2 separate regions of the Anser cygnoides genome follow, and region 2 is linked to region 1. Evidence: chromatin contacts called from public Hi-C data. All regions are on one chromosome and are shown on one strand. The core of a region is the stretch at or near the end of the contact, and the rest is flanking DNA. Distances in the headings are between cores, read along the strand shown.

Region 1 (6,919 bases), core at 2,006-4,505:
AGCTACTGTTTTCATCATAGCTTATAATCCAGATCACTCCTTTGTTTTTCCCCCACTGCATTCTTTGTCCAACTAATTATAAAAGTAACTGGATGCTGGCACTAAATAATAATGCCTAATCATACTCATCCTGGACAATACAAATTACTCGTTAGTAGCCAGAAAACTTAAAGTGCAATTATACGATTAACTGCTAGTTACATTAGAATAATGGCCATTTACTACAAGCTGAAAAAAACTCAGCTACATTGTTTCATATATGTTCTATCTAACTGTGAAATTCACAAGATCCAGTCCTATAAAACCTTGGGCAGAAAGAATATGTGCTTTTCCCCCGTGACTATCACTTTAACAAAACCCTATATTCCATCTGTCCTGAACAGCAGAAAATCTGCAGAGTGCTTCTTATTATGCAATCTATGAAAGTGAGTGATAACATCGTACCTTGACAAAGCACCAAAAATACATGAAATTCTTCAGCTTGGCTGAATTTGCTTTACTTAGGTGGAACAAAGATGGTAGAAATTTCCAGAAGGCCTTTCTCAGTCTTGCCACTGCAATTGTCAATCTTTAACCTACCCTCTGCTTCTATTGGCTCGAGTACTCCATGGAGCAGCGCGATTGGGCTGATCTGTAAAACAACACTGCTGTCTCTACCTTGCCTCAGACATCTTGCTGCAATGCAGACATTTATTTTTTGTGAACTATAAAAGAATTATATTTGAGTGATTAAAAATAGTGAACCTTAACAGACTCACGATGCTATGTTTCATTTCATGTACAAGGGCAGCTTACACAAATATGCTTCACTGTCAGCAATGTGTCTGGAGGTGCAGATTTGAAACAGATCCTAGTTTAACAAAACCTGTGGGAGCCATTTTAATACAAGCTTTTTGATTGCAGATCACTTACTCCTGCTTCCTCACATTAAACAAATATTATGTTGTGCAATTTTTAAGACTGAAAGTAAACTGCTAATGTGTATAAACTAGTGCTAGGAAAATTATGTCCAAATGTAATTTCTGTTTTTAGCAATTGAAGAACGAAGAACAGAATAACTTCTTAGCTGTGTTAGCACCTTTATGTATGCTGAAAACTGCATTAAAATTGCATACAAAACTGCTATCACATGAAACTCAGAGGTACAACACAGCAGTGTTTTAGGTTGCAAATTGAACTAGAGATTCTTACAATGTAATTTTTTTTTTTGTTGGGGGGGGTATGCAAAGTGAGGTACTCAGAGTAACATACAGGCAAACAACTAAGCAGAGGTAAATGCCCATGTTACACCATGTTATCTTGGTAACCTTCTATTGAAGTTAACATGCAAGTGTACCTAGGTGCAGTCATTTTCAAAGCTACCTGAGCTCTAAGTTCTTTCCTAAAATCATGAAAGTGTGTGAACTGCCAAAAAACAGAGCAAAAATTACATTAAAGCACAAAACAGCATCTTTCCTCTGCTTTTGTAATGTTTTTTGTGATCACTGAAAACCTACTTGTTAAAACATGCATGAAAAGGTTACGATTAAAAGCTTAATAAAGGGCACAAAATGTTCTAAATCAGTTATGAATCAAGCAAGCTTATCTGAGATTATGCTTTGTATACTATCAAAAACATACGTCCATTAAGTACTATTTACTTTACTTTGTAAGGTCATTTCATTGCTGAGTACTAGCGCTTTCATCACACCTTACAAACCTAACGAACAACCAAACTGCGCTTTACCCTACAAACATGGTAATTAAGGATCTACGAACAAATAGCAAGTAGAATATTTTTCACTGGCCTGAGGTAAACAGGAAGTATAAGCTTCAAACTTTAGAAGCAAATTATCAAAAAAAACGTGCATTCAAATTGGAACAGTTTACACGTACAAGTCCCTTAAAATGGACGCTAAACAAATCGGATTTTTTATATGGCTAACCACTAAAATCACTTCATCTGCTGGACTAACTGACCCAGTAAAAGCAAAATGTTTGGAAAACTATTAAAAATGTTCAGAGTAGCATGCTGCTTACTTACCAACTGTTCAAGCACCCATCTCATTTTTCCAGTTAAGAAGATACAACAGGCTGGCAGATTTGGGAATTGATCAAAAAGGAATTTCTTGAAATAATTACGTAGCATTAAACCAAAAGTTAAAAAAAAGACAAAAAAACAAGAACGAACAACATGTACTACTGTCATGAACCACAGATGATTTTATATCCTCTGGACTCCACAACAGAACTGTGGCTGATACAGTGTAAAACAAAAAGGCACAGATAAAAGGTACATTAGTTTATTCAAACTATGTAAAAGAAGAAAGCTAACAGTTCAAAAGCATTTTCCATAAAGAATCAGATTTGTAAACTGATGTACTGCTGCATTTTATTGAGCAGCAACCCATTTCCAAAATCTGCAGCATAAAAACTCCCTTTTAAAGGAACAAAATATTAACCATACAGTGTCTCTCAGAAAGAGAAACACATTGTATTAATTATTCCTGCAAGAAAAAGAGTTCAATAATCGTTTTAAGTTAAGATAAGCTGCATAAAAAACATGATGCAACAGCACACCACCACCTAGGCCCAATATCTACAATCTGCCATTAGCACTTTTTGCTGATGTCTAGGTTTTTAAAAATCCCGTATTTTTTCATAGATAACTTATCTTAGCTATTCCATTCACTGTTTAGAAAGGTAAACTTGCCTGTTCTTCTGTCTGCCATTATCCCTGCTTGACTCCCTGTAGGGCAGTTAAATGCATCTGCTCCCTAGCTTCCATTTTCTCTTCAGCAGGCATGTGACACAACAGACAATAGTGCTGGCAAACTGCTCAGAGAGAGAAAGCTTCTTTGGAATACCAGGATCTTGTTAAATTCTAAAAACACCATCCTCCTGTGCAGAAGTAGGTATGCCAAGGTTTTGCCAGTCTGCAAAATAAAGCTGTGGCTAATGGCTACTAACCATGTGACCCAAGAAAGCAAATTTAAACAGTTTCAACTTAATAAAGTGCTGTGGTGTGAGTTTTGCACAACAAATCACAGAGAATCACACTCTCAACCCACAACTCATAGGTCTTAGAGAAAAAAAAATGTAAAAAGTAAGGCTTACCTCTGTGGATGCATTGTTAACACAGTGTTATGTCAATACTTATAAAACATGGAGGACAGGCTCTCAGTACTCAGACAGAAAGGGCTTGGCACTTCAGCTTGATGATCTGTCTTCCCAATAAAAGCTAATCCTGGATTGGCTACTTTGCTAAATCTGAATGTAAAGCTTCAGGGGATTGGCTGAAACACTTCCTGAGCGATTATCTTTGTGCAGCTCTGGCAAGCAGGAGCCATCCTGTGCAGAGAGGAGACAGGCTAAGCTAGGCCCGTGGCAGCAAAAGAAACTTGGGAAGGGCCCCCAAATATCCACCTCCCCTATAAAACACACAGATTTTCAGGCCGAGGGAAGTGATCACCAACTGCCTGCCTGAGCAAGCGTGCCCCAGCACGCCGCTGCTGAAGGCAGCTGGATATTTTAAACCTGAGGAAGGAAGAGTTCACCCAGGTCACAAAAGCTACTCATTCCAAACAAAACGCTAAATTCACTTATCTGGTGGCCCGCAACGTGTTGCACAGGGAAAGCGAGGCCACAAGAGGACAAAACGTACTGGAAGTGAACGTGCACAGGAGGGACGGAAATCAAAATGTGGAAATTCGGGGAGAATCCTCCTGCACACCAACACCCACAGGAGCAAGCACACGCTGACAGTGCGAGTGTTTTACATACTGCACGCCAAGCCCTGCATGGGAAAAACCTGACGGCTGATTTCTACAGAAACTAAGATACAAAAGAAATTGCATTCTCAAAGAGGGTTGTTGGCATTCGTTGCGTGCCTTCCCCATTTATAAAAAATGCTGCAGAGAACAGCCCAAAATATCAGTATCACACCAGATACTGTACTCTCAAATTCCCGCCCCCCCCCCCCCCGCGGCCCCCACCTTTCGGCCTGCTAGGGCTGGCTGTTCAACAAAAATCTGACTTCCGTATGAGTCCGCTGCAGCTGCAGTTTCCTGTCTATTAACCCTGTAGGACTTGGTACTTTTTAAGATATAAGGCAGGCCCTAAAAAGAAGTAGAATTCTTTATGTGGCACACTGTCGGTCTGCTTTCACAAAAATGTTAATATAGCTGTCCAGCTTTTTTTTTTTTTTTTTTTTTTGCTTTACCTTTTATCTTCTACTGAAATTCTGCAAATGAAACAAAATGAGAAAACAGCGTGGAAGTGATCCATTTGATCTCGAGCCAATTCCCAAACATTTTATTCAAAAATGCATTAATTCCTTTCCCTAAAATTCTGTGATTCAGTTCTCTTTCCTAATGCAGTGAAAGTGGGAGGATTTATCGCTGTGCCAGGAAGGAAGAAAGTGTCGACTCCATATGAGTATTCCAAAGGTCAAATCTTTAGAAATGCCCCACCAAGGCATTACATTCTGTTCAGAATTTTGCGTCTGTATTAGGTAGTTAGGTATTGGCATTCTATAGCCATGAACAAATTATAATGGAAATTGTAGACGAAAAGGTGATTCTGACACACACTGCATATTATCAAAGGATTATTTATACAAAAAGAAAAACTAATGGAGTAGTAGAGAGAGAAATTCAATATTAAAACAATAATTATCAAACAAGCTGAAATAACAAAAGCAAAATAAACGTCATGCCAACAGATTTAGAATTGTGCAAAAATGATTATAGAAAACCCTCTCCCATAAATCAAGACCAGTGACAAACAGAATATATGCACTTCACTAGCTTTACCCAAGTGCAAATTATGCCGAAAACAATCACCACAAATAAGGCTTATGCCCCCCCTTAGCTCCAACCAGTATCTTTCACAATATAACTACTTCACCATACAAACCTCTTTGCTTGTGAGCCGACATGACTCATACCTATGCTACTCAGTAAAATTAATACTGCTACTCTGCATTGTCCCATACTGAATTCAGATTGTTTCTTGAGATATCATTGTCAAAGGAAAACTGCCAAACCATCCTATCACCATGCTTACATTTTTTTGTGTTCCTGTGTTTTAGGCCGCAACAGTGGATTAACAGCCCAGAGTATAAATTCTCATCTCGTAAGTAATTCTGGAGTCCCTGCTGGAAGCATTTTCCCTTTTTAGCTTTGGCAATGTTTTTCAGGGCAGGGAGCAGGAAGGCTCATGGATTACACTGGCAGTTTGTTCTGTTTTAAGAATGTAGCAGAAACTAGAGTGCTGCTATAAAGGGAGTCATACAGCCCACTGCAGCAGCAAGACAGCACTGGAAATGCATGACATTCAAATGAACACTTGCATCAGTTTTAACAGTTTAAATCATTCAAGATCAGTTTCTTTTCTTATTGCATACCTAAAGCCCTATGCCACTCAGAGATACCAGCCCCCAACACACAAATATCCAAATTTTGATCCATGAAGCATATCTAAGTAAGAGGATTATCGGCTCATTAATTGACTGCTCTACTTCAATATTATTCTATTTATTAAATATATATCCTAATGCCAATGAAGTACAGCAAGGGAGTAAAACTTAACACACTGAATTTGTGCATGCCTTGTGCTAAGCCAGACCTGACTCCGAGAATGCAGCAGCGCTGATGGTGACTGGGAACACTGCCAAACTGACACGCTTGGACTGATAGGAGAGAATCAGCATGCAGCAGACAGAAGCAGAAGCAGCCTTAGAAAAGGCCTAGGGTCCTATCCTCTTGATTCAAGAAAATGGTGGCCCAAATGCAAAAGGAAAATTTATAATCCTTCAGTGATTAGCAAGAACAAGGACGAAAACGTAGAAAGTAAATCTGACAATTGCATTCAGCCATTAGACACGCTATTAAAATAGCCAAAATAATTCCATCAGGAATCAGGAGGGAAAAGCATTAAATATCCTTGTCTTTGTTTTCTTGTCCCTACATACACTTTACAACTGGAGATACAAGCCCAGTATAACAACACACAGGTACATCTGGAAAACTCAGAAGATTCTGTCTGTTAAGTTACAATGAACTCATGTCCTGTGCGACCGATTATTTTACATAGGAGTGGTGAATTTTTTTGGAGGGGGAAGGGAAGGGAAGGAAAGGAAAGGAAAAGAAAACAAAAGAGAGAGACAGGGGAAGCTAAAAGCTTTGTTAAAGCAGAAGAGAGGGCGGAGAGATTAGATTAGCTAGTATTTGTCCTTTTCAGTGCTTTGGAGATGTTAAAGGAAAACATGGGTGTGATGCAGGGAAAAAAAAAGGCTAAAGAGAGAAACCAAGGGAAAGATGGAAAGCACAAATACAGTCAAAAGGAAATTAAAGATAATGTTAGAAGTGCAACCTACTATATTTAGAGCTCTTTGCAAAGAACTGTGCCCACTGTGCAGAATCTCCAGAAAGTGCACACATCAAACACCACTGTCAAAAAGAATGAAAAAAAAAAAACCAACAAAAAACAGCATTTTAAGCAACTATACTGCTAAATAATTGTTCTTGAGGCTTTCCAGTATATAAATCACACCAAGGAAGAGAATTTTTTATGTGACAGAAGCAGGGGTTTTGATATATTCCCCTATAGGAAGCAGCCAGTTATTCACAGTCTCCCCAAGAGTAAGTACTGTAGGGTGAAAATATCAGTGGCAGAAAGGGAAACACAGGTGATGTTTTCCTTTGACAAAAGATGAAACTTTAAAAATAACGTTTTGAACAGATACACAAAAGGAAGAATGTCATATTCTCAAAGGATTAGCAAAACGCAAGAGAAAGACATTGCATTTAAGGGCTTTTAGCTTCATCCTGCATTTCCAAGTTATGGACTGAGAATGCTAATTTCTAGATTAGGAACATGAAATATTGTAATTCGGTATCCTTCCTTTAAGAGTCCCCTCTCCCCACCCCCTTCTACG
Region 2 (6,919 bases), core at 1,926-4,425, 260 kb before region 1:
TGCCCCTTCCAGGCTGCAAAAAGTTCCATGCTGAGCTGGTTGACCCACCGCATGGAAAAAGATATTGCCCTAGGAGAATGTATTGCTTTGATGCAAACATCTGTGAAATGGATGGGCTTGCAGCACCAAAAATTGCAGCCAGGCTGCAATATATTCTTAGGTATTCATTGTAAGTATCTACATGTAAAAGTCTCTGCTGTTCCTATGCTGAGCTGCATGAGCTGCTGAGCCCAAGCCTGCCCCGTGCCTGTGCTGCAGCCTGCCCTGATAACGTGCGAGCAGTTAAACCACTGCCACGTCCTCTGCAAGGCAAAGCAGAGCAGAGTCTGTACCCTGTTAGCGATGGCTGCAGAGAACAGGAGGCAGAAGCGGTGGAAGCATCCTTCTATTTGTTGACTTTAGGATGCAGATAGGATAACATTAAAAGAAAAATATGTGCAACCTAGCGTAATAATGAGAAAGCTCTCTGGGCTGCAAACAAGCACACAATAAATTCAAGTGCCTGGCAAGCTAGCTCCGTCCCAGCCAACTCTAAGCCTGTTCAAGGACATTATCTTTTTCAATAATTGTACTGAACTTCTTCAATGTGGTCTCTTTAATCCCTTCTTAAGGGTCAATTATAATTAGAGAAAATGTGCTTGAGTATGTGACAAGTGTCGCTGAACATCCTCCTCTTTCAGGATGGGCTTCTCTCTCCTCTTCTATTGGTATTTTCCCTTGTGATTGTACAGGCTGTCTCAGCTGCTCCAGCCCTGTGGCACCAGCTACCATCACTGCCACACAGAGCTGGCTGCGGACATGTGGCTGTGTCACCCAGGGCGGGCTGCTATTGCCATTGCCAACGCCGAGCACGTCAGGCAGCGCATACTTGCGGCTCAGGGCGTGTTGCTATTCACTGTGAAGCTGGAATGCGCCCTCGCTGCTCTGACATCCAGCAGCCAAGAGAGCGATAAGGATCAGATGGAGAAATGGCACTGCCAAAACACGCAACCTCGAGACGAGGAGGAGAGCATCTCAGGAGAGAGCGAGGCTAGAAACACACCAGCAGACACGAGGTGTGAGCTGCTGCATGGCCACGGGCACAGCCCGTCCCAGTGGATCCAGCCCTTCCCAGCCCCTCTCATGCACAGCTCAAGGACTCAAAGACCACAGCTACAGACTTGAGCAGGCCCCCAGTGCCCGTTAACTACAAACGATACAATAAGAAAGATGTATGGCACTTTAAAACCCACAAAGGAAGATTTTTTTTTTCCCCAAAGTTATCCCTGCTGTACATCACAGCAGTTTTTTGTGGTGTGGTTTCAGAGGACTGTAACCCACAGCCACGCACGGTGCCGATGCTGCAGCTGTATTTCTGCACATATTGATGTAATCTTTTTGGCCGCCTTTTGCAAACATACCATAAAGCTCTGCTGTACTCCCCAGGACCTTGCCTCCCTGCTGTCTTTGCTAATAATGTTTATTACCCTGCCAGAGAACAGGAAGCCTCCAGAAAATGTCAGGGGTGGCTTTATGCTGGCGGATAAACAAATGCTGAGTGACCATGGAGAAAATATAATTTCTTCCTTCTCATGCTGAATTCATTCAAAAAGGAGTGTAGTAAAATGTGCAGGAATTGTTTGGGCAAGTTGTAGATCATGGAGCTAGGACGCGTTTACTCTGCCGAGGACTGCTGCTCCCCTGGCTCTCTGCCTGGTGCAATGGGGTGACATCTCCTCCACTTCCTAGCACAGCGCACCCCAAATGTCTGGGCTTCTGCTCCAGGGAGGGGCTGTGGGGGGCAGAGATCACGGGCAAGATCATGCTGCATTCCCAGAGTTCCCATGTGTTCCCCAAACCTGGAACATGAGCCAAGACACAGAGCTGTAATGTCTGCTCGCCATAAGCTGGCCTCATATGCAGGTTCTTGGGGAAGAGAGAAAATTGCAAGTCTCCCTCTGAGTGTCATGAGAGCTAGTAATGACTTCAGAGCTATTTAATCTACTTTAATATGAATTACAAATCCTATTGAAAAGCTCCTTCTTTGAACACCATCGGGTTCTGTTGGCTGGCCGTGTTTGAAGCCAATCTCCACCGCGCGTATGATCCCTGTGCAGGTGTCAGTTTGTATGAGACACACGGTTTCAGAAGAGGTATTGTTGCATATTGTGTTTCTATTGAAATTACAGTGTATGAGTGGGAAGCATTTACTTAATTTATAAATCAGATGTTTTGAAACACTTTTAATATTCACTATGACTTTGAGAAGAAGCAAGAACAAAACCTTTGATCAGCTGCTGCCCATACTGCACGCCTCATATCCAACAGACAGGATGAAAGGACATACATGATCCAGCATTGCCCACCTAAGGCATCCCAAAGCAATGAACTGGAGAAAAAAAAGTAGATAAATAAAAGACAGTAAAGAATTAGAACAACTGGTCCCAGAACGGAGACATGGCATGCATCCCCCTACATAGAAGAACAAGGATTCCTTAAATATTTTTCTAAATTCCTCATTAACATGTGGAATGACCACTGAAAAGCTCTTTTAAAAGACATCACGTGTTTTGCCTTCCTTACCCAACCTGTTTACTTTTGTCTGTGTCAGAGGTCTGTGCCTGCTCTGCAGCCACAGGTGCAATGGCCGCTGACGCAGACCGTCCCCAGCCCTATCCAGGACTGGGTCCCAATCCCAATACAAAAAAGCTTTACCAGCACAGGCTCCACAGTGTGTTAGCCGTGTCACAGCCACATCATTAAATGAGATACTTCCTGCAGTCACACACCAGTCCACAACGCAGGCTTATGGTCATTTCCGTGTATCCTTTGGCTGCAGTCTGTGTGGCATGACCCTGGGAAGGCTGTGCAACCCACCCCAAAGCCTGTGACACGTTGTCCCTGCTCTGGTCCCTGCGCTAGCTGGGTGACAGCAAACTTCTGAGCATCGCACACACTTCTCAACACACACACGCACTTCACCACATCGCAGCATGTCCAGCAACAGCAGTTTGCATGAACAGCACCGAGAGACAACGTTTGCATTGTGTTAAAGTTTTAAAAACACTTCTAACTATATCAAGTTTTGCAAAGTGCTTTTACAAACTCGAATTTGAGATACATGAATTTAGCCTCAGATTCAGAATAAATAAATAAATAAATAAAAATCTTGAATCCAAGTTCAAGTCCCAGTGGCTTTTATGCAGTAGGCAGCAGGAAGGTTTCTGTCCCACTGCGCAGAACAAGAATGTTAATTGCACGGCAAGCTGGACACGGAGGCACGTTGCCTCATGGAGCACTGTGCTGGTGCAAGGAGACAAGCCCGAGAGCCCGACCCCTTGTCTCCAAGCGAAGAGCGAGGTAAGAGTCCCCGCTCAGCCCTGCTGCCCTGTCCCAGCTCTGAAACGCTCCCTCCTCCCCTAGCAGCCTTTCCTCGCCTTTCCAGCTGAGCCTCCGAAAACCTTTTCCAGCCCACCTCCTGCGGGCTGTCCGGAGCCTTTCCACTCCGCAGGAGCAAAGCCGAGCATCGGGGCGAGCCTGCGGGGGCCGGGCACGGTCGGGTCCTGCTCCGGACCCCACCGACCCCCCCCGGGACGGAGCCGGAGCGCTGTGCCCCGCCGTCCAGCACCCCCCCGAAGCGCCCCCAGCCGCTCCTTTCCCCGACCGGGGACCGCGGGGCGAGCGAGTACCGCCGCCCCATACCCCCCCCCCCCGTCCCTCCCACCCCCTTCTCCCGGTCGGGGACCCCCCCAGGGGGCGGGCAGGGTGACTACAAGCCCCAGGCTGCCCGGCCCGGGAGGCAGGACGAGGAGCGACGTGGCGCTGCACGGCCCCGCTCCGGCCGCCGCCGGACCCCGCTGCGGAGCGCCCCGGGGCTGCCATGGGTGAGTGGCTCGGGGGGGTCGGGCGGGGCCGGGGAGGGGGCGGCAGGCAGGCAGGCAGCCCCCCTGCGAGCGGCGGAGAGAAGTTGGCAACTTGGCCACTTTTCCTGAAGGCTCCGGCTGCATCTCTCTGCCTCCTTCCCTCCCTCTTTCCTTCCCCCGCCCAGCTTTTCTTTTTTGTTTTTTCTTTTATTTTTTCTTTTCTTTTTTTTTAGCGCTTCCAGCAGCAAAACAGCAGTAATTTCCTGCGGCTCGGCCCCTAAGGCAGGGCCAAGAGCATGAGTGGGGCGAGGGAAGGCACACAGGGCTGGGGGCAGCCGCCAGCACCGTCCTGGACCACAGCCCCTTCCCCAGGTTTTGCCACGGGCGGGGGATCTCCTGGCGCAGCTCCCCTTGAGACCCACCGGATTTGCTGTCCTGATGAGCTCTGAAAGGTCCCCGGTACCCCGGCAGCTCCAGAACAGACTCTGTACCGAGCCGGATCCCAAGCAGAGTTCGTGAACTATTGCTGCCCACTAAGTTAACAAGGAAAACTGCAAAATCTGATCGAATCAGCTGCGGCATTCACAGCAGGGCTGCCTGTATCGAACCGACTTGGTGGCTTGAAGCTAATGGCTTGCCCACTTTGTGCAAAGACTTTTGTTCTCAGTGAGCAAATATTTTTTCTAATTATCTGCGTAACATGTGTACAAGGAATGATAAAAACGGTGCAGGTAGTCACACAGCGTGGCGCGAGGGGTCGGCTTGTAGCCGGTGTGGCACAAGTAGCACAAGGGAAAGAGGGATACAGAATAAATACAAATATAAACATAGCTATCTCCCAGATATAACCTTTAGTGCTAGCTGTGATTATAGGCTGAATAGAGACGCTTACTATTAAACACAGCTTGTGAGGGGAAAAAACCCCGTAGGCAGGGTGAGAAAAGTTTTCCATGGTCTGGTGGTTGTGCCCTCATTCTTTCCACATACGGTCTACTGAGGCTGGGAGTATGAAGCTGTGAGTATTTCTAATTAAACAAAGCCAATGTGAGAATACAGATAGCATTATGTGCTGGAAACCAGTGTATTACAGCAGATACCTGCAAACTAATGCACATTACCTGTGCCTTTCGAATTGGGACTGGGGGAGGCAGGTCACTGTCACTGCTGTTCCCCTGAGGTCCCCACGCAGTGGGGGCTGTCACGCTGCGTGCGCTCCCCCCTGCCACGTTGAGTGACGTGACTCATGGCTCGCACATGTTCGCCCTTTCATCCTCTCCCCAGGGCGAGAAGCGTGTGCAGCAAGCACCTTGTTTTTGTAGGGTTGGTTGGGGCGGGTTGGTTGGTTTGGGTTTGGTTTGCTTTGCTTTTGCTGTTGTTTTTTCTTATTTTAAGTAAGCTTAAATACTTACTAAACTTGCATGCTCAGCTGTATGAGAAAGGCAAGGTCAAAGAATCACTTCTTGTATTTGGGGCAGGCAACAGGGAGGTTTTCAGCTCAGGAAGTTCGTGCTGCAGAGCTAGATCAGCCCGAGAAGGTTTGCCTGGCTTGGTGATCCTGGGCACCGAGAGGTAGTGAAGGAGAGGTGAAGAAATCAGGGTCATTCCCACAAAGTAATGCCAAGAGTGCAGGATTAACTAGGAGGAATAAACTTTTGCGAGCAGCATTTTTAATGACATTGTTCGTTCATCCTTATTTCCTGTAAGTCAGATTTTTTTTTTTACGTACTGTTTCTGGTTTCTGTCTTGTCTCCATCAAAGCAGTCCAAATTCTCTCGCTCAGACTCAAGGTAGACACAGCAGTTAGAGGCCAGGCAGGGCCCCCCAGGAACTGAGGGCTGTGGTCCCGTCAGCAAGGCACTTACTCTCTGCTGTCTCTTAGACAATAGAAATATAATTTAAATCCCCATCCCCACCTTTGCAAACTTTGACAAAAAGTAACTGCCCTGCTGCTTCATCCCAATATTTGTTCCTGCCTGCAGCTGTGAAGAACAGCCATCAACCTCCCACTAATGTACTCAGCAGTGAAATAGTTAATGCTGCTTTTTTATTATTAGTATTTTAGAAAAAGTTTCTTTAGATTTCCAGCTTAGGTTGAAGTGCATGTGGCATTCATCAGCTCTCACTGCAGGCTTTGCATTCCCGCTCCTTACCTTGCAATCCTGAGGTCTGAAGATTTTATTTTTAGTGAGATTTTAGAGCCTGGAGTTGTTACTGGGCTGTAGTTCAGAGGGAATGCACATACTGGGGGAGTTTTTCTGGCCACATAATCACATAATAAATAAAGCCATACCTATAGGATACTGCTTTACTGATGAGGAGATGTTAACGGGAAAACTGCTGCCTTGGTTATTGCCATTCATAAATGATCTGTAAAACTAAGTTAGGGGAAAAAAAGGAGACAACATCTTTAACAACTTACTGACTTGGCCAACCATTTCTCCCTTCTCCTGGGCTCAGATAGGGAACTGGAAAAAAAAAGAAGTTGATAGTTCAGTAAGCTTTAAGTATAGTGCCACCCCCATGGATCCTAGGGTTGTTTAGTAACTTGGTATTTCTGTGATAAATGCTTCACAACAATAAAAATGAAGTTCAAAAGCATCAGATTCTGTGGGTGAATGTAGGGTATCCACTGACATGGAAAGAGGACAGCCTGGAAAACAGCAGGGCCTTCTCGAAAACTGGTTAGGGGGAAAAGGCGTTGCATGCAGAGCGCTGGGCAGTGACACTTGTTTCATCCTGGAATTGTGCGGAGCTTGAAGGAGGAATCAGGTGAGAAACTGGAGGGAAAGTGAGCTGTAATGAAGAGGACTGGGCCAGGGCAGTTCGGTCCCGGTGAGTGACTTGTGAAATTCACAGGCGACGAGGGATGGCTCTTTTCCTACAGATGCTTCTAAGCTGCAAACCATGGACTGAAACTTTATAATGGTAACACGGGGAGTTCAAACCCAAAAAGTGGAAGCAGCATTTCCTGCCCAGACCAGCTTTTGCCATCAGAATGATGAAGAGAGACCACGGTGGGTTCCTGTACAACTCCAGAAAAGCAGATCACTGTCCTCCACTTAAATATGAGTCTTTGC

What was found. A called contact is a pair of places that touch in the nucleus more often than the background predicts.
Region 2: a contact with region 1 is called in a Hi-C map of liver, with 3 times the contacts expected there. The contact joins the promoter of SLC2A10 here to the promoter of ZMYND8 in region 1. A contact is called at or near these places in 3 of 7 Hi-C or Micro-C datasets (granulosa cells and liver).

What each region holds. Positions count from the first base shown.
Region 1 is chr16:9,904,345-9,911,263 of Taihu_goose_T2T_genome, reverse strand. It overlaps ZMYND8 (zinc finger MYND-type containing 8), which reads right to left and starts at 3,255. Exons shown (of 21, transcript XM_048072626.2): 1 at 3,097-3,255. The coding sequence starts at 3,110.
Region 2 is chr16:10,164,224-10,171,142 of Taihu_goose_T2T_genome, reverse strand. SLC2A10 (solute carrier family 2 member 10) reads left to right here and starts at 3,175. Exons shown (of 5, transcript XM_013189497.3): 1 at 3,175-3,339. The coding sequence starts at 3,270. It overlaps TP53RK (TP53 regulating kinase), which reads right to left and starts at 2,338. Exons shown (of 3, transcript XM_013189088.3): 1 at 2,287-2,338. The coding sequence starts at 2,338.